Linked DNA regions of Mus musculus: region 1 is linked to region 2. A link is a contact called in public Hi-C data. All regions are on one chromosome and are shown on one strand. The core of a region is the stretch at or near the end of the contact, and the rest is flanking DNA. Distances in the headings are between cores, read along the strand shown. Region 1 overlaps Efcab11 (EF-hand calcium binding domain 11). Region 2 has its middle 24 kb from the start of Foxn3.

What was found. A called contact is a pair of places that touch in the nucleus more often than the background predicts.
Region 1: a contact with region 2 is called in a Hi-C map of cortical neurons, with 4 times the contacts expected there. The contact joins two enhancer-like sites. A contact is called at or near these places in 1 of 15 datasets of contacts at CTCF or cohesin (large pre-B cells), 7 of 484 Hi-C or Micro-C datasets (LSK cells, Th2 cells, bone marrow-derived macrophages and 4 more) and 6 of 115 datasets of contacts at active chromatin or transcription factors (bone marrow-derived macrophages, double positive thymocytes, embryonic basal ganglia and 3 more).

What each region holds. Positions count from the first base shown.
Region 1 is chr12:99,835,636-99,839,469 of GRCm38.p6, forward strand. The region is part of intron 5 of Efcab11 (EF-hand calcium binding domain 11); the gene reads right to left. Among named protein-coding and RNA genes, the nearest start is that of Efcab11, 46 kb to the right of the region's middle. Within about 2 kb of position 1,291, at least 59 of the 459 cell types and tissues checked have an H3K27ac peak or open chromatin away from gene starts, as enhancers often do. A contact at or near this core is called in cortical neurons and embryonic basal ganglia, where this site is marked.
Region 2 is chr12:99,472,329-99,476,109 of GRCm38.p6, forward strand. It overlaps a transcript of Foxn3 not described here. Among named protein-coding and RNA genes, the nearest start is that of Foxn3, 24 kb to the left of the region's middle. Within about 2 kb of position 1,698, at least 13 of the 459 cell types and tissues checked have an H3K27ac peak or open chromatin away from gene starts, as enhancers often do. A contact at or near this core is called in cortical neurons and embryonic basal ganglia, where this site is marked.

The sequences.
Region 1 (3,834 bases), core at 41-2,540, 360 kb after region 2:
CAACCTATGAGTGGAAGCATGAAGATCTCAGGGCCTCCAGGCTAGCCTGGGCTATATCTAAGTCCTGGGCTAGCCTGGGCTATAACTAAGTCCCTGACTCAAGCAGAAGATGAAAGATTTAAGAAAGAAGAAAGAATAACTAGAATTCCTTTACTTGTGTTATGGTAGATTCTTGAACTTTATGAGCCTTTAAAAAAACCAAAGGACTCCTAGTCTTTCAGATCTGCCATGTCTACCTACCAGTCACTAAGGATGTTCAGATAATTCAAGAGAGTAGAGAAACAGAAGTCGCTTATGAAAAATTCTCCAGCAGCCAGAGCAGTGGTGGCGCACGCCTTTAATCCTAGCACTTGGGAGGCAGAGGCAGGTGGATTTCTGAGTTTGAGGCCAGCCTGGTCTACAAAGTGAGTTCCAGGACAGCCAGGGCTACACAGAGAAACCCTGTCTCGAAAAACCAATAAATAAATAAATAAATAAATAAATAAATAAATAAATAAATAAATAAATAAATAAAAATAAAAGATTCTCCAGAAGCTTTTATGGGGGGACAGGGAAAAGTTTTACTCAAAATGTGAAGTGACTCAGGTGGACACTCTGGGGGTCTCAGGATGTAACGTTCCGTAAGCTTTCCTGGCTTCTCCTCAAAGGCTTGCCTTGCTCTCCTCATTGGAACGTCTATACATTAATACAAGTTTTTCTTTTTTACATGACCTATTTTTCCAAAGGGACTGAGAGGGGGAAATTATAAATGCATGTTTAAAGCCACACTCATATTTAAATTCTCCCTATTTCTGTCATGCATTTTTTAGTACTTTCTATGTGCGATGAAAGATAAGGACGTGCATGCATGATTAATTGTAATGATGGGAGAACGCGAGGCAGTTGCTTAAGAAACGCGCACAACAAAGGAATAAACTACTGCAGACATCACCAGGACTGGAATGACACTACTCTGTGTACTCCGTTGCCATGGCAACGAGCAATGGGAAGATGAATGTTTCCTCGTCACTCTGCTCTGCAGTTCACGTCTATAAATCAAACTTGCATAAAGAACACAAGATTTCTGCTTCGGACTGTACTCAGGGTGGGTTTATTTTCCTGTTCCTGTATAATTATGGAGAAGCAGCAGAAAACAATGAGGTCATTTTTAGTGGGGAACAAACTCAGAAATTACTAATACACCTGCGGCATACAATGCCATTCATCTAGCGAGAAACAAGAAGCAGGCGAGCCAACCGGCAAATGAAAGCCTGTCTGCTTCCTGGGCACAGCCATGCCACCGCTCCTTGGCTCTGGCTGAGAACTGCACATTCAGAGCCTGGTGTGCCCTGCCTTCCCTAGCCGGGCTCTGCCATGGATACAGCAGCTCCTTAATTACCTGCCTCAGGAGCAGGCCGGGTTTGCATTGTGCAATTGTGCAGGAATGCATTCCATATTTAGTATGGACGTTTACTGAGGCGGAACAAGGTACAGTTGTTTTTATTTACATGGAAAATGGCTCACTGTGTCAAAGTCAGGGAGGAAAATAACACAGTATCGTGGAATTGGAAGTCAGTTGATCCCAGTTAGGATCCGACCTACGTGACCTTGGGTAGACACAAGCGTTAGTTCAGGCTCCATTTTCTGAGCTGTGCAAAGGGATGTTGTAGATGATTCCTGAGCATCTCCATTATTCAAGTCCAAGGCACTGTAAAGGCCAAATCTCAAAGACCTGATCATGGCAAAGCCGTTAGCTGTGCTAGTTCTTAAAGAGGGTACACTTGGCTCTGGTGTTTTTAACTTCTCTATTAGCAAACGCTTCACCATCAGGTGTTTCACGGTTATCATTGGACAGAAACCTTCTGAGCCAAAACACAGAAAATGTACTAAAACTCTCAGTTCAACTAAATGACAGATACTCCTATAACCTACGTTTATAAATTTATAATACATTTAAATCTAGGCAACAGGACCATTTATTAATTTCGACATGGTGGGAGGATCTTGCAGCTTCTGTAAGATTTTTTTCTGGGGAGTGGTCACTGAGGTTGACCTCAAGGCCTGACACATGCCAGCAAGCAATCTACCACCGAGCTACATCCTCACCCAGCATCCGGCTTCTTTAAACCCACAGACTCTGATGTGTTCAGGCTCTCCTAGAGTACATCTTTGTAAGCCCAAGACCCAGCACGGCCTGATAAAATTTTGTAGAATAACTCAGTACCTAAACAAACTCTTGGTACCACCTTTTTGTCCCTTGTAGCAAATGGGCACTTCCTTTTCCACCCTTAAACAGCTTCATATAGACATACAGAAGCCATCCCTGTGGGTGACAGGAAAATGTCTGGAACCAAGATAAAACAACGGTAGTATCTTTTGGGTAAATCTAACAGTTTTATGGAACTTTTTGACCTTAAAAAATCACTTTGGGGGTGTAGAGCATAAGGGGTCCCTAGAAATGAGGAAGGTCTCCTGTCCCTTGCTAAGTCTTCAGGGTTTTTGCTACCGGTACCAAAGGAACTAAGTCTGTGCACACAGCCACGGAAGCATTAAGGTGGACAAAAGCAAAGGTGCACCTGGCCTTATGTTCCTGACCTCAGGGAATGTTTGTGCCGCCACTGGGGAAGGCAGGCTGTAAAGAAGCTGAGGAGCTGGCAGGCGGTTATGAACTGTGCAGGATCTGCCTGTGCGACGTGCTAGCGCTCTATGCGGCCTCATCAGAGCTGTAAGCAAGGGCTTCGGGGGTTAAAGAAACAAACCTCACCCCAGCAAAGCAATGTGCCGGCTGTCGCAGCAATACATCCATAGAAAAGCAAACTCCTAATAGCCATAGGCCATCAGCATCTGTAAATCTAACTCTGGCACATAAACATGACCAGGACCACCACTCCACTTCTCCAGCATCCATTACCAGCCGCACCCGTCTCCTCCAGATGAGCTGGCTCAAAAGGCTATTGCAGGATGGAGTTAGATGTCACACAACCCTGCAATTTCCAATAGATGGGCATTAACGTGGGCCAATCATCTCGATACGGGAATTTACTATAAATGCATTCTGCTTGCCATCTGAGAGATTTGATCCATTTCTTAACCCTAGAAAGTACATGATTTGGGCACACACTTTATGCTAAAAATTCAAAACCCAGTAAAAATAACATTTATTAAGAAAGGCTTCAGGTTTAACTTCTCCATTCAGTCAGGCGTGTGTGTGTGTGTGTGTGTGTGTGGTGTGTGTGTGTGTGTGTGTGTGTGCGCGCGCGCGCGCGCGCGCGCGCGCATACAAATGTATTAAATCAGAGTTCTTAGCACCACCAACTGGACAAAGAGATCTACTACACATATGCTAGGCACTCAATTTGTTTTATTCCTTGAGAACAGATCATAAATGTTTATTTCACATTTAATTTATAATAAAGTAATTTATTTCATTCATCAAATAAAATTAAAAATGCCTCTTTTGTCCGCCAAATTAATGTTCACTCACACTGGTTCCTTCAGATAAGGAGGCAGATTCTGGTTAGCTTAAGTCTACCTACTGGAGCTAATTTGATTTATTCTACTATAAACACAGACTCTAAAGCAAAGACTGAGAACTGCAATAAAAACTAGAAACTTGAAAAAGGGCAAATTCAATGGACTGCATACCATTCAAGTCGTTGGTGTCCATAGCAGACATCAGTTTGGGTGGAAGTAAAATGACTGAGGATATAATTTACATTTAAATATTTTTTGAATGTGTAAAAGATTCTTGATTTCACATGTTATTATTGACCTTGCCTTCCTAGTTAAGGGCACATGCCTGGCAATGTGCTCTAAACACGGAGGGTTTGGGAGAGCCCTGAGGGTGAAGATATG
Region 2 (3,781 bases), core at 448-2,947:
GTTCAAGACCAGCCTGGACACAGCAACCTATCTCCAATAAACAAACAAACAAACAAAATCTGTTAATTTACATCTTATGTTATATCTTTCATTCACTCCAAGTACAACTCACCCAGGAGCCTAACCGGAGGCAGTCTGGGTCCCGATCTTATGCAGGATACATAGCACTCTGTTCAGCCATGGCTACCGGCAGGGCGCACACATGCAGGACCTCTGTGTTAAGATCTAAGTTAGAATTCAGCTAAAAGCACTAAAGCGAAATCAGGCCAGTCATGGAGAAGTTTTGCTGTCCTGGAATTGACAGTGTAGACACTCAGAAGCCAAGAGGACAACTGTATCTGTTTTCTCTGGTTGGCTCGCTGCTACTCTCTGCCAATCCCCTACAACGAAGAACAGGCAGCATTGTCTACCTGTCTTCACAGCAGGGCAGAAGCCACAGCAAGGGGCTGCTGAGTGGTTGCTTGGGTGTGTAATAGTTTTATCTCGGTTATGTGGCCTGTGACCTGAAGAGATGGAAAGAAGGTCCACAGGAGGAAAACCACACATTGGATTGGATAATAATGCGTGTACATGGCACAGCCAAATTCCAACCCCAGCTCTCTTCTCCATTATTACACAATGTCTGTCTGTCTGTCCGTCTGTCTCTCTCTCTCTCTCTCTCTCTCTCTCTCTCTCTCTCTCTCTCTCTCTCTGTCTGACACACACAGAAACAGACACAGACACAGAGACAAAGACCAACCAGGGAATAACACCAATCATTGGAGAGAAAACAATACTAACAAGATATTGTGAGGAGGTAGAGGGAATATGAGGAAAAGAATAAAGGGGTACATAAGAAATGAGAAGGAAGGCTGGCGAGATGGCTTAGCAGGTAAGAGCACTGACTGTTCTTCCAAAGACCCTGAGTTCAAATCCCAGCAACTATAGGGTGGCTCACAACCACTCGTAATGAGATCTGATGCCCTCTTCTGATGTGTCTGAAGACAGCTATAGTGTACTTATGTATAATAATAAATAAATCTTAAAAAAAAAAGGAAGGAAAGAGAAGGAGAGAGAAGGGGAGGGGCTGTCCTAACAGTGGGACCAACAAGCACTAAGCACAAAGCACTAAGTTCCCACTGGAACAATGGGCCCTCTGCTCCTGGTGTCTTCTCCAGCCAGCCATTAGATCTCAAAGGCAACCAGTCATTGTAAATGGGTTTACCCTTGGCCCCTGCATCAATCACACTGAAGACCTTAAAGTCTGCAACTGTAAACCCAAGGCTGTCCCCACTTGCTCCCTGGGCAAGCCACAGTGTAAATCATATGCCAAGACAGCAGCAACGTTACCTCAACAAAATGCAATGAGATTGCCAGTGAGCATGCCTCGTCGCTTCATCTTAGAACCCCAGTCTTACACCTTAGAAATAGACATCATGTGTCGTCCACAGTTACCAGACTTTCTGGATATGAGAATGGAGGCTGGAGAGATGGGCAAAGGTCACTGGCATCCGTGAGAGCTAAGCTTGTTCCAGTTGTCAGGACGACACTCTCTCCACTACTTGCGTTGGCTCACACAACTACACTTAATTTTAGTTCATCACACATTCAGCTTGCGCTTTCTAGGAATTTTAGAGTCCCTCCATCTGTGCGCCTGCCATTCCACTCACTCACTCTTTATTCAGCATCTCTATCTGTTGCACAGTCCTTGCAAGCAGGGGAGAGGTCTGGGTGGGTAGACTGATCACCATCTGTTTGTCATTTTGACAGCTCAGAGATGGCTGCCCCCCCCCCGCCCCCCCCCACACTTGCTGTATGTGCTTTGTCTTCTCCTGATGGTCCAGGTCTAGATCTACAGCCCACTTCCGTCAAGGGCAAAGGACAGGTTTCTTCGAGGTTTGCAAGCCACTGAGAATGAGGTCACTACTGTCAATTAAGGCCTGCACCAGCATCAAAGGGAAGGTTTCCTTTTCAGAAGTGTTTTAAATACACTTCAGACGGCTTAGGCGGAAACCAGGCAGTTGGACCTCATTCAATTGTGTACAATTGTTAAAATAACACATGTAATGAGGAGTTGAAGGCTGGGCTTTGAGACTGCCAAATAATGGATGCTGAGGTGCCAGGCTGCAGGCTGAACCGTCCCTGCAGTTCTGGCTATCTCAAGACTGCTCAAGGGGTCACAACTGTGACAGCATGGTTGCCTCTGGGACCCAGGAGCAGGTGCATGCATTTCTCATCTCTACCAGAGCCTTGGTCAAAAGCCACACGACTTGAAATGGCTGTATGGTCTTCAAAATGCCACCCAGTGTTCAAAAGAAAAAAGAAAAAAACCCTAGCAATCAAATATTCAAATTATTAAGGACTGGTTTGTTATACCCACAAGTGGTGTATCCTGGGAAAGCAGAGGGTGTGACATTATTTCTTAAGAAGCCTAAGAAGGGCATTTGATTTTTGGATAGATACTATGTGCTCTGAGATGGCTATTTGTGTGGATAAACGCTTTGGAGACTTGGAGCTTTAGGAAAAATGGGATCTGGTTAAAGTTCTCATCTTCCTGCACTCTTGGTTGCTTTAATCTTTTCTATCCACACATAGACCAGATGGAAAAGGAAGTCCCCATTCTTTGAAGATATAGAGGTACAGAAAGCGACGACATTTTGTGGATAAACAGACATTTAGCGTTCTCTGTCCAGTCACTTCTCTTTTTCCCGGTGATAGAAGTTCTGGCTTCTGTGATTAAAAAGCCCCTTCGGACTCAATACAATATTTAGCAACTTCACGGCACATACAAAACTCATCTGGGCACCGTGCCTGGCTTCTTTTGGAAAAGACACCCTGGTCAACCATTACTCAGCACTAGCTACAAGCTTCACCTTGACCGATCTGTCCAAGGCTTCACACCTTGACCGATCTGTCCAAGGCTTCACACCTTGACCGATCTGTCCAAGGCTTCACACCTTGACCGATCTGTCCAAGGCTTCACACCTTGACCGATCTGTCCAAGGCTTCACACCTTGACCGATCTGTCCAAGGCTTCACACCTTGACCGATCTGTCCAAGGCTTCACACCTTGACCGATCTGTCCAAGGCTTCACACCTTGACCGATCTGTCCAAGGCTTCACACCTTGACCGATCTGTCCAAGGCTTCACACCTTGACCGATCTGTCCAAGGCTTCTTTCTTTCACCACCTCCTAGCTCACTTGCTCTCTCTGGCGCTCTCTCTAGGACTGAGCGCGTTCAGTTGTATTCTTGGTCACGAGCAAGGCTTTTCATCACATCTTGACTCTGTCCCTGTTCCACCTGAGGGCCATGGTCCTCCATCCAGCATGCTGGCAAGCCAATGGGCCTGGTGTTTACATTCTCCAGGTAAGGTGACAAGACTCAGGAGGGGTGGAATGTTTCTAAAAAGGATGCCATATGCCAAGCCTTCCAGAAGCTAACCACTTTGGTTGGACTACAACCATTGCTGAGTTAGATAGTAAAACCAAAGGCCTGACACGGAGAGAGATGGGAAGCACCTGAGGGAGAGATCTTGCATGGGCACTGAAGACAAATGTGAGCCTTCTAGAGAGGACACATTCATTTATTCATCTCCCCATTCACGCAGCCAGTCATTGAACAGTCACACTGGCATAACTAAAGTATGAGATACATTAGGCAATGCTTTATAGGACATGGTTTGCTCATCCATACCTCTAGAACGTAAGGAGCCATGGTAGAAGCTCCACCCCTCTTTGACAACTATCTCCTTTCAACTGGCACCAGAGTTGTGACTGTCAATGTCCTACAAGAGTCGAAGA